Regions from separate parts of the Mus musculus genome. Here regions 1 and 2 are each linked to region 3. The links are chromatin contacts, called in public Hi-C and HiChIP or PLAC-seq maps. All regions are on one chromosome and are shown on one strand. Each heading gives the region's core, a stretch centred on a gene start, on an enhancer-like site or on the middle of the called end of the contact. The rest is flanking DNA. Distances are from core to core; before and after follow the strand shown.

Evidence for each region. A called contact is a pair of places that touch in the nucleus more often than the background predicts. HiChIP or PLAC-seq counts read pairs in DNA pulled down with a chosen protein or histone mark.
Region 1: a contact with region 3 is called in an H3K27ac HiChIP or PLAC-seq map of acute myeloid leukemia, with 6 times the contacts expected there. The contact joins two enhancer-like sites. A contact is called at or near these places in 1 of 15 datasets of contacts at CTCF or cohesin (the NIH/3T3 cell line) and 2 of 115 datasets of contacts at active chromatin or transcription factors (the NIH/3T3 cell line and acute myeloid leukemia).
Region 2: a contact with region 3 is called in a Hi-C map of bone marrow-derived macrophages, with 15 read pairs. The contact joins two enhancer-like sites. A contact is called at or near these places in 1 of 484 Hi-C or Micro-C datasets (bone marrow-derived macrophages) and 1 of 115 datasets of contacts at active chromatin or transcription factors (bone marrow-derived dendritic cells).

The regions. Positions count from the first base shown.
Region 1 is chr11:44,379,305-44,383,365 of GRCm38.p6, forward strand. No RefSeq gene overlaps it. Among named protein-coding and RNA genes, the nearest start is that of Il12b, 19 kb to the right of the region's middle. Within about 2 kb of position 1,562, at least 10 of the 459 cell types and tissues checked have an H3K27ac peak or open chromatin away from gene starts, as enhancers often do. A contact at or near this core is called in acute myeloid leukemia, where this site is marked.
Region 2 is chr11:44,494,807-44,498,631 of GRCm38.p6, forward strand. No RefSeq gene overlaps it. Among named protein-coding and RNA genes, the nearest start is that of Rnf145, 22 kb to the right of the region's middle. Within about 2 kb of position 1,600, at least 110 of the 459 cell types and tissues checked have an H3K27ac peak or open chromatin away from gene starts, as enhancers often do. A contact at or near this core is called in bone marrow-derived macrophages, where this site is marked.
Region 3 is chr11:43,727,634-43,731,542 of GRCm38.p6, forward strand. It overlaps Ttc1 (tetratricopeptide repeat domain 1), which reads right to left. Exons shown (of 8, transcript NM_133795.2): 8 at 2,373-2,974. The coding sequence ends at 2,841. Among named protein-coding and RNA genes, the nearest start is that of Ttc1, 18 kb to the right of the region's middle. Within about 2 kb of position 1,463, at least 58 of the 459 cell types and tissues checked have an H3K27ac peak or open chromatin away from gene starts, as enhancers often do. A contact at or near this core is called in acute myeloid leukemia and bone marrow-derived macrophages, where this site is marked.

The DNA of each region.
Region 1 (4,061 bases), core at 312-2,811, 650 kb after region 3:
AAAGAAAGAAAATGCCCAGTGGAACTGAATAGACAATCCTTAAAAGAAGAAATACAAACAACTTATAAATAGTTAAGTGTTCATCCTTAGATGGATCTGAGGGATACAAATGAAATTGAAAAAATTTTTTTAAAGATTCCATCTTGCTCTAGTCAGAATGGTTATTAACAAAAGAATAAATGACAGCAAATGCTAGTGGGGATGTAGGGTGGGGAAGGGAAGCCTTTATTCCGTATTAGCGGGGGTTTAAACCAGAGTGGAAATAGAATTTCTCTAAAAGCTAAAGGTTGAACTACCTTATACCCAGCTATACCACTCCTAGCCATGTAAGGAGATGATCTCCCATGATAGGGCTGCCTGAGAATCCATCGCACCGTTCTTCTTTACAGTGTAGCTAGGAAGTAGAACCACCCTAGGTATCCATCAACTTATGAATGTATAATTAGAATATACTGCATACACATAAAGAAAAACAGAATTACAAAATTTTCAGGAGAATGGTTGAAACTGGAAAATAGACTCAGTGGGGTGTTCCCAGGTCAGGAAACACAAGCACTGCATCTTCTCAATATGGGAGTCCTCACTTAGAATGTTTCCGTTTCTGTATGTTTAAGTTGGGGTGATTTTTGTAGAGGCTAGGAAGCCAGAAATGAACTGTGGGGGGGGGTGTCTTAAAGAGTAAAATGCTCAAGACCTGAAAATGCAGTGGTAGAACCAAACCAGCTGGGGATGGACCAGTTTAAACAGGAATGGGCTGAGTGTACTAGAAAATGGGAGAGTTAACTGAAACTAAGAGATATGGAACGGCCATACAGAAACTCCTTGCCACATAAGCTAACTGCACGTATAATTTACAAGAAAAGAATGTTTCAATGGAGGTGTCCTGAACATGTGGCTAATGTGGCTCCCAGAATCAAGTCTTTAAGTTAAAACTCCAAAGTCAGACATGAGATATTCCTTGTGAGTGTATGGCCATTTGAAGTCCCCCATGTCCCCAAAATAATACAGTTTATTGTTATTGGGGGTTTTGTTGTTGTAGTAGTTGTAGTTGTTGTTGTTGTTGTTATTGCCCACCAGAACCAGACAATAAAACCATATTACTGAAGACATCAACCTTGTTTGGTTATGGGACATTAGGAAATCAAACTGGAGCCAGGCTGGAAACTTCTTCCCCTACTAGCTAGCTTTTATAGTTCTGGGAGATGCTAGGAAGCTGGGGGTTGTGGGGAGACATAACATGACTGCAAGCCCTGCATGTTAGAATGTGTGTGTCAGCTGGCCACTAGCATAGCTGTAACTGTTTGTAGGGCAACTGATCACTGTCTGATTGGGCTTGAGGCCCAATCCACTGGAGGGGATTCATGCCTGGTGTTGCAAACCTGGTTAAAAAATCACAGCTGTAGAGGTCATAGGCCCTGATGTGGAAGCTAGTGCTCTTGTTATGTTAAATTGATATGCTATGTCTGTGCAACTATCTTAATAGTTCTGGTTATGCCCAGAGATTAGTGCTGCCCTGGGCTTGGCTCAGAGAGGCTTCCTCTTGCAGTGAGAACTGATTACTACATAAGCTCAGAGCTGGTCAGAGAGTTGAGAATAAGCGGCTGTTTAGTGCTCGGTCCTAAACAGGACATCTTGCGTCACCCCTTCCAAGAAGTTTTTATGGGGGGATCCCTGCAAGCTCCACAGCCAGCAGAGGAGTGAGCCAATTGAGGCAAAAAGGAAGTTTGGTTCACCACTACCTGGTTAGCTAGTGTTGGTTCAAACTCTTTTTTTTTCCAAGAGTTTATTTTAGACATGTTTAAGTACATTACAGTCTTGGGAAAAAGTTTCCTCATAAGAATGATTTCAACCCCTTGTGCACAATAAAGCCCAAGAAGTGACTGCATTAAAACTCTTTTGCAAAGTGCACATGGCCTCTACCACGAAGGTGGGCTCTGTAGCTTAAGGGCTTACGATCTGGGGTAGCCTTCCTTGCTCATGAAGATAGCATAGAGGTTCCCAGCTATAGAGTACCACTTGTGACATCTCCTGTAAGGTTGGGTTCTATTGACTGAGAAACAAAGCTAAGGATAAAAGTCTAGAGAGAGTCTGGAGTCAATGTCATGGTCTCCAGGATGAGGGTGAGGCTTGGTCCTAAGGATAACACAGATCACCAGGCTAATAAAGCCATCCACCCCCAGCTTTTGGGTGGGAAACGGGTATATACATCCCTTCCATTGAAGAGACAAGCCCACGTGCTTAACATTCATGTTTTCCCTAGGGTGTCTCTGTGACCACAAAGACCTCATTCCCTCTACATGTATCTACATATATGTACAGAAATAGATGTATTATAAGACTCATGTGATTATGGAAAATGACAAGTCCCAACATATGCAGTTGGCAAGCTGGGGATCCGGGAGACAAGTCTGACATCTGGTCTGTAAGTCAGTGGACGCAATCATCCAGGCAAGCCCCATGTAGGACAAACTTGGTGTTATGACTCTAATAATTATAATAGCATTGACATCCTGAGGCTATGCAAAGATTAAATGAGATAATAATTTCAAGGCTACAACATATGAGCATTGGCTTTTATAAATGTTAGCCTTTATTATCAGAGAGCCTCGGGGTATTATTCTATTCAGTGCGTAGTCAACCTTGGAAAATGATTTATTTTACTACCATGAAGTTACTCTTAAATTAGTTACAGGGGCTTACACCTATAATCCTAGCACATGGGAAGTTTGAAGCAGGAGGATCACCATGTATCAGGGCCAGTCTGAAATTCATGAGTTCCAGGCCAGCATAGGATCCAGAGGCCTTAAGGAGAGTCCCACACTGAGGTGCCCCCATGTGCTCTAACATCATGTGGCCCTTGCCCTTTGGAAAACACTAGACCAGAAGCCCCAGGGGATCTGGTTCCTTTTTCTTGTGCTTTTCACCCATGATGCCAGCTTCTCAGCCAAGGATTCCAGCAGGGTAGGTGGAGAACCCCTATTCATCTCCCTCCTCTCTTACGGAGGGATTCCAAACGCTTGTATTGACATCACACAATCAAGCCCTGCTTTCTATTTCAAAATGAGTCTCCCCCACAGCTCACAGTTGAAAGTCTTAAGAGAAAACCACATCTGTCTTCTTTCATTTCCTCTCCAGAAGCCCCTCTGTTTTTGCTTACCCAGGAGTGTCTGGCCTCGGAGAGAGGTTAGGTCAGCTTTGCCCTTTGGGCTCATAAGTGAAGTATCAGCAGTGAATACAAAGGAAAGAAGAGCAGGAACAGAAAGGCACATGCCTTGCAGGGGACTTTGTGCTACTCCCTTTCTATCTTTTCTTTCCTTTGGATACATGAGCACCAAGCCACAGGCTGTCGTGAGGGGAAACAGGGAGTCGAGACGGAAAGCTGAGGAGTTTTGAGTGGGGACTCCTAGTCATGAAGATATTGTTTGTTTGTTTGTTTGTTTTTTCCTCTGTCCTGGCTGTCACCAGCTGAACAGGGTGCCTGCTCACACGGACTTGGATATGAAGATATCAGCAGAAGAACCTGGCAGCAAGTGAAGACAGACCAGCCCCCTAAACAGAAAGCTGAGAAAGGCTCCCTTTCTGTAATGAAACTGCCAATGCTGACAGTACCCACAGGCAGAGAGCAGGCAAATTTTACCATCTCGCCAGCAAGCCCTCTCTCTTGTGATTCCCGAAAAGCCTTAGATAAATGTCCAGGTTACCTCCCTGCTCCCAAAGAACATTAGATCTTACTGTACCCATAGTCTAGAGTGTCCTTCTGCCCCATTCCTTGTGTCAAAGCCTACACCCCTAAAACCAGTTGTAAACATGGCCTACCCTGCCGAGCCTATGATAATTCTCCCAGTCAAATAATGATAATATAATTGATTAAAATGTTCTCAATGCTAGCTGTTACTGAGCACTTCCCTAGGCATCCACTTAACTCAAGGCTCACATACACGATGAGCTCATCCACGTCACAGACTAGGTAATATCTTACCATCTCTGCCTAAGCAACTCTTATCATTGGGATATCAGTCAACCCGTGTGTTCTCTCCGCATCTCATCAGACATCAGTGGGG
Region 2 (3,825 bases), core at 350-2,849, 770 kb after region 3:
GTGAAAGGCCAATAGCGCATATGTTTCTCTCGGACTCCCAGGGGCGGAGATGACAGTCTACTATCATTGGCCCAGAGCACAGTTCCTCCTGCTATCTGTCTGGTGTGGCTACCTCATGCCAGCTAACAGCTTCTTACCCATTTTCCACAGTGCTTCTGATTCTGCAATTTTAACCCTTAATCTTCCTTTTGAACTTCAACCTGTGTTTAACCTATAGCATATGTGAGCAAATGGGCAGTTTTTACTATGGGTTCTTTTCTGATAATATGCACAGAAAGTAGGTTCCTACCACAACATCCTGTGTGAGCCCAGTTGTGTTTAAGGTAGACAGGTGCCTAGAGACAAGTACTCCTCATTGGGTGAGACAAGAATGGGGCATCAATTTACAGTGCGTGGAGTTTTTGTTGTTGTTTTTCTTCCCCAGCAGCCAATGTTAAAAGTCTGCTTAAGAATCTGGCAAAACCTGACGTTTTTAAGGCTCAACCAACACTCCCAAGACCAAAAGAATAGTGTTTACACTTCAAAAGATAGAACCACTTGTATATAGTGATGTATACATTAGGGAAGAAGTTACCCTTCTTCCCATGTCTCCAGCTGCAAATAAACCCCGTCGATGGCCACTCTACAATTTCTGAAAATGGTGGTATGGTGCTGCTGCTGTTGGTGGTGCTAGTGTTGCTGTTGGTGGTGATGCTGATGCTGGTGGTGGTTGTGGTGGTGCTGGTCAAGGGGTGGTGGTGGTGGTAGTTGTTGTTGGTGGTGGTGGTGCTAGTGGTGGTGGTGGTGCTAGTGGTGGTGGTGGTGGTGGTGGTTGTTGGTGGTGGTGGTGGGTGGTGGTGGTTGTTGTTGTTGGTGGTGGTGGTGGGTGGTGGTGGTGGTTGGTGGTGGTGGTGGTGGTGGTGGTGGTGGGTGGTGGTGGTGGTGGTGGTGGGTGGTGGTGGTGGTTGGTGGTGGTGGTGGTGGTGGTGGGTGGTGGTGGTGGTGGTGGTGGTGGTGGTGGTGGTTGGTGGTGGTGGTGGTGGTGGTGGTGGTGGTGGGTGGTGGTGGTGGTGGTGGTGGTGGTGGTGGTGGTGGTGGGTGGTGGTGGTGGTGGTGGTGGTGGTGGTGGTGGTGGTGGTGGTGGTGGGTGGTGGTGGTGGTGGTGGTGGTGGTGGGTGGTGGTGGTGGAGGTGGTGGAGGTGGTGATAGTGATGGTGTAGTCTCAGGAAAGCCAGTCTCCCAGAGTTGAGTTAGGAAGGCTGCTCCTTTCCCAAAGCCTGTCCTGGGCCTCTGCGCAGAGCCTCAGCCAAAGGCTTGTTCCTTAGTGCCACCTTCCTGGTCCCCAAACTCCAGAGCTTTTCCCAAGACCAGATTGGCACCTGGGCTCTCAGTAATCTACATGTACTGCTTGAGAGAATTGCCTTGACTGGAGTCCACTCCCAGTTCCTTCTAGAAGTCAGCATTATTCACGGAAAAGCTGGAACCAACTCCTCTTTCAGTTTCAAAGACTGCACCAGGAAGTCCCAGCAGGCTCTCTGAAAGACACCAACACCTGTGAGGTCCCAGTTCAGTTATGTCTCATTGCTCACAGGCATGCCTCCAAAGCCCTCCAGTGCTTGAGAAACAAAGAAGAAAGGCCCTGGGGAGAGGGCCCTCCCCCCTGAGAGAGCAGAACTGGGCTAACAGGAAACCAGGCTGTCCTTTCTTGGCTTAGAAAGCGTGATGCCTTTATTAGTCTGAAAGAGTTTAGAGGGAAAAGTTACAGGGCTGTCACTAACCTGGGCCCTCTGAGCATACGATTCTTTCAAGTTGACAGCAAGGGTCTGACATCAGAGTAGCAATGGTTGTCTAACACTGTGAACATACTTAAAGGCACTGGTTCAAATACTTTTTTAAAAGAAAATGATTGGCTCATGCTTTCTGAATTTCACTTCAATAAAACTCCCATTTGATTAGTCTTCTGGGCAATCTTCCCTCTCTGCCAAGTGAGATCCTGCTTGCAGATCTGTAAGCCAAGAACAGCAGCCTAATCTTAAAATTCCCTAGAAGTTTTAACCTCTTGTGTTTGTTCTTTTCCTTCCCTTTAACTTCTTGTAACTGCTGACTCGGACTCGGGTGAAGACAAACCACCTCTTATTAAGGCTGTGCCATTGCCTCATGTGTTGACCTTAGGGCTACTTTAGTCGGATCTTCTTGCACTTGGACTTCCCCTGCATTTTCTAACAACCAGCTCACTCCTTTTCTTTTATTCTCAGCTCAATTGCTTCTGAATGCTCAGATTGCTCTTAAAAATCTGCCGTGTCAACTATGGGCAAACAATGGCTTCTGAGGGGGGGGGGGAGTTTAGCTTTCTCTATGGGTCAAGCCCTTTAATAAGTTATCCAAGCCCAAGTGTTCAGCCCTTAACACATATGCATACAAGCAAGACTAAATGGGCTCCGTGGGGTATATGTGTGTTTATGTATAGTCAAGGAGCAGTAACAACCGGGGCAGGGGGTATGAACTTGAGAGGGAGTGAAGATGGCATGGAAGGAGTTGGAGAGGCAAGAGGAAGTGGTGAAATGTGGTAAATAAGAATACATGTATGAAATTATCAAAAATTTTTCAATTTTAAAAATCTGTCATTTAACCCCCTGGTAAAGAATAGGATATTTTCATATTATTGCTAATAACCACCTTAAAAAAAACAAACAAACTTAAGACTACTTGATCCCAGGCTGCCTTTGTAAAAGATTGAAATTGGGGGCGTGGAGGTGATCATTGGTTAACAGTGCTTGCTGTGCAGATATGAGGAGCCGAGTTCAGATGCCCAACAAACACCCAAGGAAAAAGCTGACTGTGGACTCTCAGGTCTGGAGCAGCACCGGGAACCAGCCTACCTGAAAAGTGGCCAGCTCCAGGCTCTGTGGCAATGCCTGCCTCAGAAGAAGGTGATAAAGCATGGTAGATCAGGGCATCCGACATCTTTCAATGACTTACTTGGTGTACACGCATGTGAATGCTGGAACCTCAAACACACACACACACACACACACACACACACACACACTCACACTCACACACACACACTCACACACACACTCACACATTCACACACACACACTCACACACACACACACACTCACACACACACTCACACACACACACACACCGAAACCTTCTGATTATATCTGAGTGGGGTTTATAAAAACATTAATATAATACATTTTTCTTTCTTTCCTTTAAGGAAAGGCAGGAACTTTAACTTCTAGTCTTTGGTGTTTGGAGATAGCCAGACACCTCACTATGACAGGACATACCATTAACCCACAGCACTTAGACTCTAACGTCCAGAAAGCATGGTCTAACCCAGTCTCTCGTGCTTCACACATCAGACAAAGTGCCCTTTGCTCAGGATACCTTGAGACGAGTCCTTAATTATGACCTCCAGGGAAGCCCCGGCTCTTTCCTTCAAAGACTCATTATGGTTTGTAATCACATGCCTGTTGTTACCAAGAGGTAGCCATTATCTCTACCTTGGTGTTAAGTTTGGCCCTTGTTTTCTCTGCCTCCCACCACATGTGTCATGGTTCCAAACTGTTTATAATTTGGTTTTGTCTTACAAAAACAAAAACAAAAACAAAACAAAAACCCTACAATTAAATCATGTCAGGTCTGACTTTCTGTGGCTCTCCCTGCACAACGCATCAGGGATCCATCTACTTGTCTGTGAAGCTGTGTTCTTCCTCACAGTTTCAGAATCTATTTTAATGATAATAGAAATTTCATTCGGCTCAGTTTCTGATCCTCTTTTGAACTGTTAGGGGCTATGGCATAATAGGTTTCTTACTAGTATCCGGGGCTGAA
Region 3 (3,909 bases), core at 213-2,712:
AAATAAAAATAAATCTTAAAAACAAAACCAGGGGCTGGAGAGATGGCTCCGTGTTTAAGAGCACTAACTGCTTTCCCAGAGGTTCTGAGTTCAATCCCAGCAACCACATGATGTATCACAACCATCTGTAATGGAATCTGATGCCCTCATCTGGTGTGTCTAAAGACAGCTACAGAGTACTCATAAAATCTTAAAAACAAACCCAAATAGGCACTTAATGGACACAGACTCTGAAGGCCTTTGGGTTCACATTGTTAGTATCTCTTGTGGAATCTCCCGGTGCTAACAATCTAGGAACCATAGTGCAGGAAATGACAGATCACACCCTGCCTGCTCCAGTGCTAGGAGTCAAATCGATGGCTCACACATGTCTCCCCGTTTCCTTTCTGGTCTATGCAGTGCTGGTCCACGCGATGCTGGCTTCCCTTCACATTCTCTAACAGTTTGAGGCATATACTCTTATCACTGAGCAGTAGCCCCATTCTTAGCTTACTGTAGAGAATGTCTCTCCTCAGAGTTTTATTTCTTGAGACTAGTTAACAACGGTCTCTGTCGTCCCTTCTCAAGAGTTTGGTTACTACAGGCGTGTGCCACTGTGTTGGTTTTTTTCAAAACAATTCTAAAAGGAGGCTGAAAATTGTTTTTACCTTCTGCAATATTGCTGGAACTAAAATACATGTCATTGGGTGAGCTGTACATTACATGCCTGTAATGTACTTTGGGAGGTGGAGGCAGGATTAGGAGGCCAGCCTGGTTATAACTGACCCTGCCTCAAAAAAAAAAAAAAAGATAAAATAGAAATAATAAAAAAAAAAACCCCACACAGGTGTGCACCCACCCACCCACCCACCCACCTACCTACCTACCTACCTGCCTTATTGAAACTCTGGGGTCTAGGCTGTAGCTCTCAATCCCCAGCATTCCCAAAGAAGTAAACTCAGGGTTAAGGGAAGAAATCAGAGGATTTTTCAAATCAGAAATAAGTAGTAGAGCACCATGACACAGCTCTCTACATACCTGTTCCATTTTACGATTTTGCTATTGCTAAACATTTTGAAAATCTTAGATCTGGGGGCTGGCTTATGGATGTCTGAGCAGCCACATGGCTCCCCCTTTCCTTTCTGCAGGCCCATGCAATGCTGGCTTCCCTTCACATTCTCTAACAGTTTGTGGGCTGGAGGAAGGGAGAGGGTTTCGAAACCTCCAACACTCGGGAGATGGTTCGTTAAGTACCTAGTGTGCATGAGGCGCAGGCAGGTAAATCTCTCGGAGACATGGTCTACTGGGTTGTAAATCAGTAAGAACTATGTAGTGATTGAGGAAGATAGCTGACGGCAACTTCTGGCCTCCAAATTCTTGGATGTACAAACGCATACACAAAAGCAATAGCTCTATACCCTGCAGCAATGCCTATCAGGAAATGTAACTAGAATATCATTTCCTGTTCTTTGGGCCAGAAATCTTTCAGAAAGGGCTAGAGATGACTCATCAATTAAAAGTGCATATTGCCCTTGCAGAGGATCCAAGTTTGGTTACTAGCAACCACATGGTGGCTCCCAACTGTGACTCCAGTTTCTGGTCTCTGTGTGCACATGGTGTAATATAAACTCACACAAGCATACACTTACACATAGAACTTGAGGGTCTATGTTGTAGGGACTTAGGGAGGGGAAGGTGTGCAGCGGTGACTGATTGGCCAAGCCTGTCTTCCAGGCTGAGAGTTAATCAGTTTGGAGCTTGTGGCCTCCTAAGTGCTGGGGTTTACAGGTATTAGCTACAACACTCAGATTTGCTGATTACATGTTAAATCTGGCATCTAGTTTCCCTGAAAAGCATATGTATAGAAAAAAAAATCACACAAGTTGTACAGAAACTTTGGCCAAAAGCTACTCGATATTGACGCACATAAGTTCTAGAACAGTTGTCACACACAGCTCACAAAATAACATGGCAGCTCATCTGCAAAATAAGGCACACATGTCACTGACACTGACTGAAAACTAGCATCAACAGATACCTAGGTAAACAAAAACCTCTCCTGGAAACTTGTGCCTTCATGCAGCCTACACAGACAGGCTGTTTGGAGACAAACCATTCTGAATGATGGCATTTTAAGCTGAGATTAGCACTGATGCTTGGTCAGAACCGCTAATTTCACAAAACTGGAGACTGACTCAGCTGCCCTGTGAAGCAGGAGTCTTCAATTCTGGCACACTGATCGGTTATTCAAGGGAGAGTCAAGCAGCAAAAACTTTAGCTTTGTGGGCTTCAGAATCAGTGACCTCGATGGAAACCAGAACTGGTTCCAAATGTCATATAGAATCTGCTTCAGCTGCTGTTAAGGGGACAAAATTAACAACATAGTCCCCAACTGTCACAGGATGTTTTTATTAACACGGAGGAACTCAAGAATGCTGAAGCCCCTGCACTGCAGCATCTGAGCAAGTGTGAGCAGGGAGGGACAGCAGGAGGGGACCCTGTCCATATGTATGGTCATCACTCAACTACAGGCTTGCATGGTTACAGGAGGTTTTTGGTGGCTAGCACATCTGTGCGGCTCTAAGAGGTCAGCTTTGACAAGCAGGCTTCTCCACCAGACAGAAAACAGCCAGAACCAGGGACACGGCTGCACAGACACCACCTTAAAATGGAAATTAATGAGGCTCATACATCAGGAGGCACATTCCACCCTGATCATAAAACAAGAGCAAGAAGGCGCCTCTGGTTCTACTACACAGCCTTTCTTAGATAGATGCTTTTAAATATTCAACGCCTGCAGAGCCGTGCTCCTTGTGAACAGTTCATGGCCTCCCAGTCAGCCTTTAAGACTGTTATTTCTGTTATCTATTATTATTCGGATTTTGAACAAAATTGATGGAGTAGGAGCCAGTAGAAGAATCCTGCTTGATCTGGAAATTTTCTGTGGAGAGCCCAAAAGGTCGCAGAACCAAGTTGCCAAGATCTTTTAGTTTACCTGCAACATAAAAACAACTCAGATGAATGCAGGAACAAGCAGGAGACACCAGTCAGTTAACTCTGTTGTCAGGACCTGACACTTTCTGGGAGGATTCTCAGCCTCTTTCCTCTCAGGCTCGCTGTCACTCCACTGCCTGAGTGACACTGGAGCTCACAGTCCTTCAGGATCCCTCCATGGAGTCAAAATCTCCTGTCAAGCTGGCTAGAATTACAAAGGACAGGGATGTCCATCCCAAGTGCTGGATGAAGGCATCTGGCTGAGCCTGGCCTTCCTGGATGTGAGGACAGTGGTTCCTTAACTCACCTGTTCTAAGGCAAACAACAGCTGCTGAGTTCACCCCAACACGACACATTTCTACTGAGCCTCCCGTGTTTACTCTTGGCTCCCACTCAGCCTGCTTCAAAGCTCTTGTTACCTTCTGGGGGAGATGAGGTCTTGTTCATTTGTATAGTGCCACCAACTTCAATATCCCAGGGTTCCCTGCTCTAGCTTCAAGCTTTACTCACTCATCACTTAAGTAATGAAGACATACCAAAAATTGGGGCGTTATGGAGTAGTGGACAGAATTTATAAAACTATGAATGTTCTGGAAAAGTTTGGCTGAGATAGGAGACTGAAGCTTCAATGCTTTCTAAACTGCATTTAACGTTCTGCTCGCAAGGAGACAGGCATGAGGGGAAGATGGGGAGCAACAGCTTAATCCTCAGAGTAATATGCTCCTTCGTGGTCCTTGCTAGCAACATTTGCCACTCTGAGTGTCCCACCAGAGGAAAGACCGAGTGAAGCACTTGTCAAGTTGTATGGTCTTCACAGTCGAAGCTTCTGGACTTCATCTGGAGATCTTGTCCAGAAAGACTTAACATGTCTGAAGAAAAGTTAATCCATTTTTAGAGACAGCTTCCAGAACCTGGGGTGATCACTCTCATGTAGGT